3 separate regions of the Mus musculus genome follow, and regions 1 and 2 are each linked to region 3. The links are chromatin contacts, called in public HiCAR-type and promoter capture Hi-C maps. All regions are on one chromosome and are shown on one strand. The core of a region is the stretch at or near the end of the contact, and the rest is flanking DNA. Distances in the headings are between cores, read along the strand shown. Region 1 holds the start of Fars2 (phenylalanine-tRNA synthetase 2 (mitochondrial)). Region 2 holds the start of A730081D07Rik (RIKEN cDNA A730081D07 gene). Region 3 holds the start of Snrnp48 (small nuclear ribonucleoprotein 48 (U11/U12)).

Region 1 (2,700 bases), core at 136-2,635, 2.1 Mb before region 3:
AGGTGTGCACCACTACCATGTGGCAAGGAAGTATAAGGGACTCATACAAGTAGGGGAATAGGCCAAGCAAGGAAAGAAATGGGGCAGAGTTAAAAATGTAAGTTTTAGTGCATTTAAGTGAGGTGCACGCATAGTAACTCATTAACATACATTTTATAACTTAAAATAAATTTAAGTTTTAAATGTTTTTGAAGAATTGATGCTCCTGTCCTCTTGTTATAGGTCCTAGACTCTAGGATCTAGCAGTAAGATTTCAGTTTGGCGAGGCTGGATAAACTAAGAATTCAGTTTTTAAAGGCTTAGCAACTCATTTTACCTTTAACATGAATATGTAGCCCCTCTCCACCATCCTTTAGTAAGAACGTATCTGATACTTGGAACCAACGTCACGAATTAAAACACTAGTGAAATGAAAGGGGGCCCTAGAGCAAGCCTTCAGTTTTGTGTCCACGTGGTCTAGACTGCCTGCTTCCACTCTTGTAATCTCAAGGCAAGATATAGGTATGCCCTAAGTTTCCTTGTCCTAGCTTCTCACTGGTAGCTTCGCGTTCATCACTTTGTACCGCAGAAACAGGACACTGTTTAATGGTCCTAAAGCCCCTATGTGGGTGTCAGTTCAGGGAAGGTATCCCAGCATTTGAAGGGCAAGTCCTTGGCTCCTCCCCTCCAGGGCTCTGAGGGTCACACCTGGGGGTGGACAGTTGCACGTGCGCGTCATGGGAGTGGAGCCTGTCACTTTCACAGGTTGTGGCCGCCTGATCCGCGACCCCCGCAGACAGAGCTGGGCACCCGATTCCCGGCCCTCCCCCCGGGTCACCTGTAATTGTAGGCGCTGAAATGCTTGCTCTCTCTCATCATCGCCCGGTACAGATCTAAAACTTGTGCGCGGCTGGAGGCTGCCATGTTGAAAATAAACAAAAACAAACAAACCAAAAAACACCCTAACAACAAAACCAAACAGGTCCTTCTTCGTAGAAGCCCCAAGTTTAACTGAACCCAAATGTCAAACGATGCAAAAAAAAAAAAAAAAAAAAAAAAGCACGCTGGAAGGCAGGAGAAGAGAGGCTCCGCCTGGCTCGCGCGCGGCCTGGCTCGCGTCCTGCGCGAGAGGTGGCGCCGCAGGCAGGGCGGCGGGCAGCTAAGGGGTGGCGCCCGTGTCCTGGAGGCTCCGCGTTCCTCACAGGCTCCTCGGGCGGCAGGAGGCCGAGCCGTCCAGCCCCAGGCTCGCTCCTCGGGAGGACAGTCGCGGGCTCGAACACCAGGGCTCAAAGCCTCCTCCGCCTTTCGAACCGCCCGGGGGCGTGGCCGAGATCCCGGTGTCTCCTGACACCACGCCCCCTACACCTGCCTAGGCCCCGTTGCCTGGGTTACGAGCCGCGCTCCCCAGCCCTGCCCCTGCCCGGCTCGGCTGTCTTTGGCGCTGCCTGACCTGCTGTGCACGAAAACGAGGGTGACTTTGCTTTGGATCCGTCTGGTTGGCAGCCTGAGTTTATCAGTGTCATCGTGACTGGGGGACGCAGCGCCAGTGGTGCGGAGGTAACTAGCTGGCGACTTCCTGGCGCACCGGCTTGTCTTTGGGCGAGCGGCTCAAGGGACCTAGGGCCCTGGCCTCTTCCCGTCAAGATGGCGGCGCCCAGCGCGCCCAGCGTCTCGGTAGCCAGAGGTTAAGCTCAGTGACGGCGGAGTGAGTGTGTGGCCGCTTTGCGGACTTCGAAACGCCCGCGTTTGGTTTCCCCGGCGTACGCTGGGTGAGTGCTGGCCTTGCTGCAGAGTAGAGGTGTCAGGTCGCCGACTGTTATGCACTTTGCATTCGGCTGTGACTTCCATTTCCGGGATCTTCACTAAGGGGCTACACTATTTTTTGTTTGTTTACTATTTTTTCTTTCTTTTCTTTTCTGTTTTTTTTTTTTTTTCTTTCCTGTTTTTGAGACGGGGTCTCGTTTTGTAGTCCAGACTGCCCTTGAGCTCCTGGTCACAGATTTCCCGGTGCTGGGATTAAAAGTGTGGGATGCACTACTGTTTTTGTTAAGAGCACGGTTTTGTAGTGCGTAAACATAAATAAACAAACAAGCACATAAATAAATTAGATGTCATGATTAATAAGGGAACCCTTAGGACTTTAGGGGATTTCCTAGACATCATTTCAGACCCAAGGCAAAAAGAGGGTTTTTCTCAGCTTTTAGCTATCACGGACCAGCTTACTAAAGTACTTAAGTTTTTGGGTTGTTCCTTGATCTTAGGACTGTGCGAAGAGAAGCTTCGAATAATTCTGGTTCTTGTGTTTGGAACTCACTCGTTAGTTTTGGAATATTGTTTTATATTAAGATGGTGCAACAAGCCACTACCTGCAAATTCTCTGTCCCTAAATACAGCAAAGAGTCATTTTAACGATAAGACGGAAGTCAATTTACCATGCCTTATCATTTGTTTTGGTGTATCAAGCTTTCATTCTCTATTCGAAACAATCTGTGTTTTTCTGGATCACATGTTTGCAACTTGTTGTCCTTGAATCTAAGTATACCTACTCGTCTTGATGTAGTGGCAATCAAAGGTATTGACGATACAGTGCTTTTATAAAAACACTCTTAAGCCCCTGTTTGATTTTTGTCTTAGTCAAAATAGATTTTTAAATTTCAAATTTAATTTTTAAATAAATGGAACAGAACTTGCCTTTTGTTCCCTTTCTGTTTGTTTGATCAG
Region 2 (2,700 bases), core at 94-2,593, 2.8 Mb after region 3:
AGATAAATTAAGTAACACAAGGGTTGCAAGTGGAATAGCCCAAACTGGAAGAGCCTTTACACAATTGAAAAATCATCAAAACACCCAAAGTCAAATTAATTACTTCCCCCTATACTCAAGCAAAAGAGGCTGTGTCGACAATTTGCAGCCTTAGAGAACAAGTGTTTGGAAACAATGTCTAAGCACTTAAGAACTCCATTAATTCACAGGCCTGTGTGAAGATCTGACATAAGCACCAACCCACCCGCTTTGACATATGCACTCATCCCTGACCCCGCCTAAAGAGAAAGGAAAAAAGGATATTATTGCTTTCATTAACCTCTGCACCTCCCCCCCTTAAAGATTTATTTATTTATCTTTATGCATAGGAGTACACCACCATTGCTTCCTTCAGACACACCAGAAGAGGGCACTAGACCCCATCACAGATGTTTGTGAGCCACCATGTGGTTGCTGGGAAATGAACTCAGGACCTCTGGAAGAGCAGACAGTGCTCTCAACCGCCTAGCTATCTCTCCAGCCCTGCACTTTGTCCCTTAACTCGGGTAGAGATGTAGCCACTGTCCTCCTCCCTCAAGACAAATCTTTTTTCCTGTACCATAGGTCAGCACATGGCCAGTCTGATTAGATACAAGAAGCCAGTAGGCAAGAAAAGCTGAGGAGATGGACGGCTTGCCTGCAGGCGGGACACGGACTGGCAGGCCCGGGCTCGCAATCCAGCGAGGGGACACTGCCAACTCCGGGTCCCGCGAGCCCTGACCGTCCCCGGGCCGACCCTAATCTGCTCTCTCTCGGCACGAAAACAAAACCCTTTGCTTGTGATCCGAGCCATGGGGAAGCTGCAGGAGGAAAACGGGTGCAAGGAGGCGCCAGGCTGGGCGACGAAGTGAGACTGGCTGCAAATAAGAAAATCATAGTTAATCCCAGCACCCGGGAGGCAGAGGCAGGCGGAGCTCTGAGTTCGAGGCCAGCCTGGTCTACAGAGTGAGTTCCAGGACTGTCAGGGCTACACAGTGAAAGCCTGTCTTCAAAACAAAACAAAACAAAACAAGAAAAGAAAATCATAAATGGAGGAAATGCATTCCGGATCCCCAAATCACAGCAACCCTCCAGGAACTACAAGGGTTGTCTAGACAACCGCTGGCCACCGGAGCCGGAAGTGGGCCCGCCCCTTCCTTAGGCGCGCCGGAAGTTGGGGCTTCCGGGGAGAAGTTCCCTCCCATTTCCCAAGGCCGGCGGAGCCCACGGCTTCCCAGGACTTGCCTGCTTGACACAACTTTTCTTTCTCTCTGCTCTGAGAGCCTCCTCCCGCGGCTTCCTTCCTTAAGCTCGTCGCAGAAGGGTCACGTGACGTCCCACGTAACGGAGGACGGAGCGCGTCCTCCGTTATTGCCATTTGCAGGCGCCTAAAAGGTGCCCCCGGGCGGTGACGTATAACTCGCGCGCCGGCTGAGGAAGGGAAGGGCCAGCCTCCGCAGCCATCGGGTCTCCACGCCGGCGTCTCTTGCCCGGCACGAGTGCTGCGGAATGGAGCTGGTCGCCGGCAGCTACGAGCAGGTCCTGTTTGGGTTCACGGTACAGCGCGGGCCCGCGAAGAGTGGCCATCAGGAGGTGAGGCAGCGCGAGCCCCGGGGCTGCGGGGGACAGGCGGGCTGGTCCTTCCGGGGCAGGACCGTGGAGGTTGTTATTTATCGCTGGTTCTCTATGGGTCTTGGATGGCGGACTTTGTTGGAAAACGGACAGGTTTATGCAGCTAATCCCAGCTCTCGAGAGGTTGAGGCAGGAGGAGAGTGAGCTCAGAGCTTGTGTGGAAAGATCCTGCTCTTTACAGAGTAGAGGCTTCTCAGAATTGAAATAATATTTACTTGCTATAGTAGATAAAATGTCTACAGTAGGTAACGAGGAATGTTCATCTCTGTCGGGAGTGGATGAATGGCTGCCAGAAGTGGTTGGGGCCAACGTAGGGAGGTGACGGAGAGAGGAGGGCTAATGCTTGCAGAAATGAAGTTTGATGGGAGGAATGACTGATTGCTTTTTTTTTCCTTGAAAGGTAACTATAGTTGACAGCATTAATTGTGTATTTTAAACTAGCTACTACAGCGTATTTTGAACCAGCTCAAAAGGGGTTGCCTTTTTCATATCTGATCTATGTATGCATTCAAATATCCCATTGTGCTCCATAAATATATACAGTTATTATCTGATAATTTAAAAGGTTAAGAAAAACCTTAAAGCATTCCTAAGGCATGAAAAAATAAGGTGTGCATTTAAGCTGACAATGATTGTAGTTCTTAAAGTTCTAATGTAAAAATAACTTCACCTTTCACTGAGTTTCTGTCCTGATTAACAAACTACTATAGGACTGGAGACATGACTCAGCGGTTAAGAGCGCTGGCTGGACTGGAGACATGGCTTAGCGGTTAAGAGCACTGGCTGTTCTTCCAGAGGGTCCTGGTTCAGTTCCCAGCACCTACACGGCAGCTCACAACTGTTTGTTAACTCCTGTTCGAAGGGATCTAATATCCTCCTACAGGCATACATACAGTCAAAACACCAATCTACATAAAATAAAAATACATTATACACAAAAGAACTACTACAGCTGGCCTGGGATGAAGAAAGTGATGCAGATTCACTGTTTATCGTCCACCTACTGTGGGTAGGGCGAAAGGTGCCAGAGGTGTGAGCCCTGCTGTTGTG
Region 3 (2,700 bases), core at 149-2,648:
AGCTTATCTATATCAAATTCCCCTTTTAGAAAAATGACTGCATAGCTAACTGCTACTCTGGCAACAGGCATCCATGTGGTACACAGACATATATGCAAAATATCATAAAATGCACTTTTTACATGAAAAATATTCAAGACAGCATGTTACTACCTGAGAGTTACAGTATTCTATGTTGTTAACAGGATGCTTTACAAACTGTTAAACTGTCACTGAACTAACATTTAGTCTCAGTGAATACAGTGTGGCCAATGACCACCTAGTGATTTCGAATTCAGGACCACCACTCTCAGGAGGAGAAGCCAAATGTAACTCAGACAGGAATTTGGTCTCTTAGATACCCCAGCACAGTCTCTCTCTCTCTCTCTCTCTCTCACACACACACACACAACAGGGTTTCTCTGTATATCCCTGGCTGTCCTGGAACTCACTTTAGACCAGGCTGGCCTCGAACTCAGAAATCTGCCTCCCAAGTGTCTGCCTTCCAAGTGCTGGCCAAGAGCCTGGCTCTCTCTCTTCCTTCCTTCCTTTCTTTCAAAGATTTATTTATTTATTATATGTAAGTACACTGTAGCTGTCTTCAGACACACCAGAAGAGGGCATCAGATCTCATTACGGGTGGTTGTGAGCCACCATGTGGTTGCTGGGATTTGAACTTCGGACCTTCGGAAGAGCAGTCGGGTGCTCTTACCCACTGAGCCATCTCACCAGCCCTCTTCCTTTCTTTCTTAAAGATATATCTATCTATCTATTTATCTAATGTATAGGAGTACACTGTAGCTGTCTTCAGACACACCAGAAGAGGGTATCAGATCCCATTTTAGATGGTTGTGAGCCACCTTGTGGTTCCTGGGAACTGAACTCAGGACACCTCTGGAAGAGCAGTCAATGCTCTTAACCAGTCCTGTTCTAAATTAAGAAATAATAACCAATTATAGCCAATTGGTTAAAACATAATAAATTGCTTTAAAAAGAATTTGAAGAGCCGTTTCAGGAATTTTCTGTTTGATCATGCATTGTGATTATGTAGGAAAATGTTCTGAGGATGTGCATAATAGCATTTGGGATAAAGAATCTAGAAGTAATTGTAAGAGGGAAAACGCTAATGAGCTGGAGAAAGGCTACACTGACACTTTCTGTGTTGTTCTTTAAACTTTCCTGCCGATATAAATAATTTCTCCTAAAAACATCGAAGGAGCAGCGGAATGATGCTCAAAGCTGGGACGCAAGTTCTAACCTGCTACGCAAACTAAACCCAGAAGAGCGTGGAAACACCTTTCAAAACTACCGCTTCCGCCCTGCCCGTCGGCTCTTCCCGATAGGCTGGCGCCATCCCGGGGCCCCGCCCACGGCTCCCAGAAGCCCGTGCGCGCCCAGAAGCTCGTGCGCGCCCAGCAGTTCCGCCTCTTCCTGCCTGAGGTGAGCTGCCATCATGGAGACCGAACCTCCTCCTCTGGAAGAGCGGCGTCGGCTCCAGGAGGAGCTGAGCGAGTTTGTGGAGAGCTGCTGCCGGACGCTGGAGGAGGTGACGGCGTCCCTGGGATGGAGCCTGGATCAGCTGGACCCCGGGGACGAGGCGGAGGCCGAGGTGAGGGGCGAGGTTGCCCGGCCTTTCCCGGGCCGCTGACTTCTCGCCGTGGGAAAGGCGCCCGGGGAGCCCACTTCTCTCCATCCCGGTGCGATGCAGGGGAGGACAGGGCTCGTCCGGTGCATATCCCGGGGGCGCTGCTGCTGAGGTTGGCGATTTGCTTCGTCATGATATAAGGATTCTGCATTGCGTTAGATTCAGTGTTCACTTTTCTCTATCTTAAACCCGGACGCTTCCCACTCGGACAGGACCGATTGTGGGACGATTAAAGGGCGCCACCAAGGAATGGTAGCTAGTAGCGGACCCCTAAGGAGTGTATTAGAGTGAATTATCCTGACTTATTTAATAGGTGCAGGATAGAGGGAATTTGCGTTGCGCGGTGATTTCTTATACCCTCTTCATTTACTATGATGCAGTAACAAGGTTTAAGTCATATGTCGATGGAAATATTTAAGATATATGCAATTTACGTACAAGCTAATCACCATTGTCTTAAAATTGAAGTGGAAATTGGAAAGAAAAAAAACCCTTCATTGTACCTTTACAAGTATATTTGGAGTTGTGAATTAACCAATATAGTTCATGGCTTAAAGCCTAGTAACGATGCTGTAAAAATGGATTTGGGGGACAACTGAAAAAGTTTGAGGTATGAATTGATAATTTTATGAAATTTCCAGACCATTGAGAATGGAGGGCCCCACCACTCCTTCATTTATTATCGAGATATTAGACAACATCGTGATATTAACACTTAACACGTTCTAAATGGCACTGCGTTACTTCATTTAAAATTCGTATCCCAAGGAGGCTAGAATAATTGGCAGCATTTTACAAATGAAGAAACAAAAACATCCCAGTGGGATTGGCAACTGGGACTTGCAGGCCTTCTGATTTCTGAGGTGTATTTTGCTTAACCGCTATATGAAAGTCCATTGTAAAACTCCCAGATTATCCAGTAAACCGTGAAGTACATGATTATCTGATACTCACTGTTGTAACTGGCTTAAAAAATCTGGTAAATGACATTGATAGTTTTGAGACTAGTCCAGATAATTAATCAATTTCCATGTTTCATGTGCACTTGTAGAGTTTGTCATGGTAACAGTGGGGGG

What was found. Promoter capture Hi-C pulls out the DNA fragments that hold promoters and counts their contacts. HiCAR-type assays count read pairs that join an accessible place to other places.
Region 1: a promoter capture Hi-C map of pre-B cells shows a contact between it and region 3. The contact joins the promoter of Fars2 here to the promoter of Snrnp48 in region 3. A contact is called at or near these places in 2 of 39 promoter capture datasets (liver and pre-B cells), 1 of 484 Hi-C or Micro-C datasets (CD4 T cells) and 1 of 9 other capture datasets (liver).
Region 2: a HiCAR-type map of astrocytes shows a contact between it and region 3, with 7 times the contacts expected there. The contact joins the promoter of A730081D07Rik here to the promoter of Snrnp48 in region 3. A contact is called at or near these places in 5 of 39 promoter capture datasets (the 3T3-L1 cell line, cranial neural crest, hippocampal neurons and 1 more), 1 of 484 Hi-C or Micro-C datasets (CD4 T cells), 2 of 115 datasets of contacts at active chromatin or transcription factors (astrocytes and large pre-B cells) and 1 of 9 other capture datasets (adipose tissue).

What each region holds. Positions count from the first base shown.
Region 1 is chr13:36,116,258-36,118,957 of GRCm38.p6, forward strand. It overlaps Fars2 (phenylalanine-tRNA synthetase 2 (mitochondrial)), which reads left to right and starts at 1,386. Exons shown (of 7, transcript NM_024274.3): 1 at 1,386-1,748. It overlaps Lyrm4 (LYR motif containing 4), which reads right to left and starts at 1,100. Exons shown (of 3, transcript NM_201358.2): 1 at 818-1,100. The coding sequence starts at 903.
Region 2 is chr13:40,999,803-41,002,502 of GRCm38.p6, forward strand. A730081D07Rik (RIKEN cDNA A730081D07 gene) reads right to left here and starts at 1,344. Exons shown (of 5, transcript NR_155347.1): 1 at 1,264-1,344. Pak1ip1 (PAK1 interacting protein 1) reads left to right here and starts at 1,208. Exons shown (of 10, transcript NM_026550.3): 1 at 1,208-1,611. The coding sequence starts at 1,528.
Region 3 is chr13:38,203,541-38,206,240 of GRCm38.p6, forward strand. It overlaps Snrnp48 (small nuclear ribonucleoprotein 48 (U11/U12)), which reads left to right and starts at 1,399. Exons shown (of 9, transcript NM_026382.2): 1 at 1,399-1,588. The coding sequence starts at 1,433.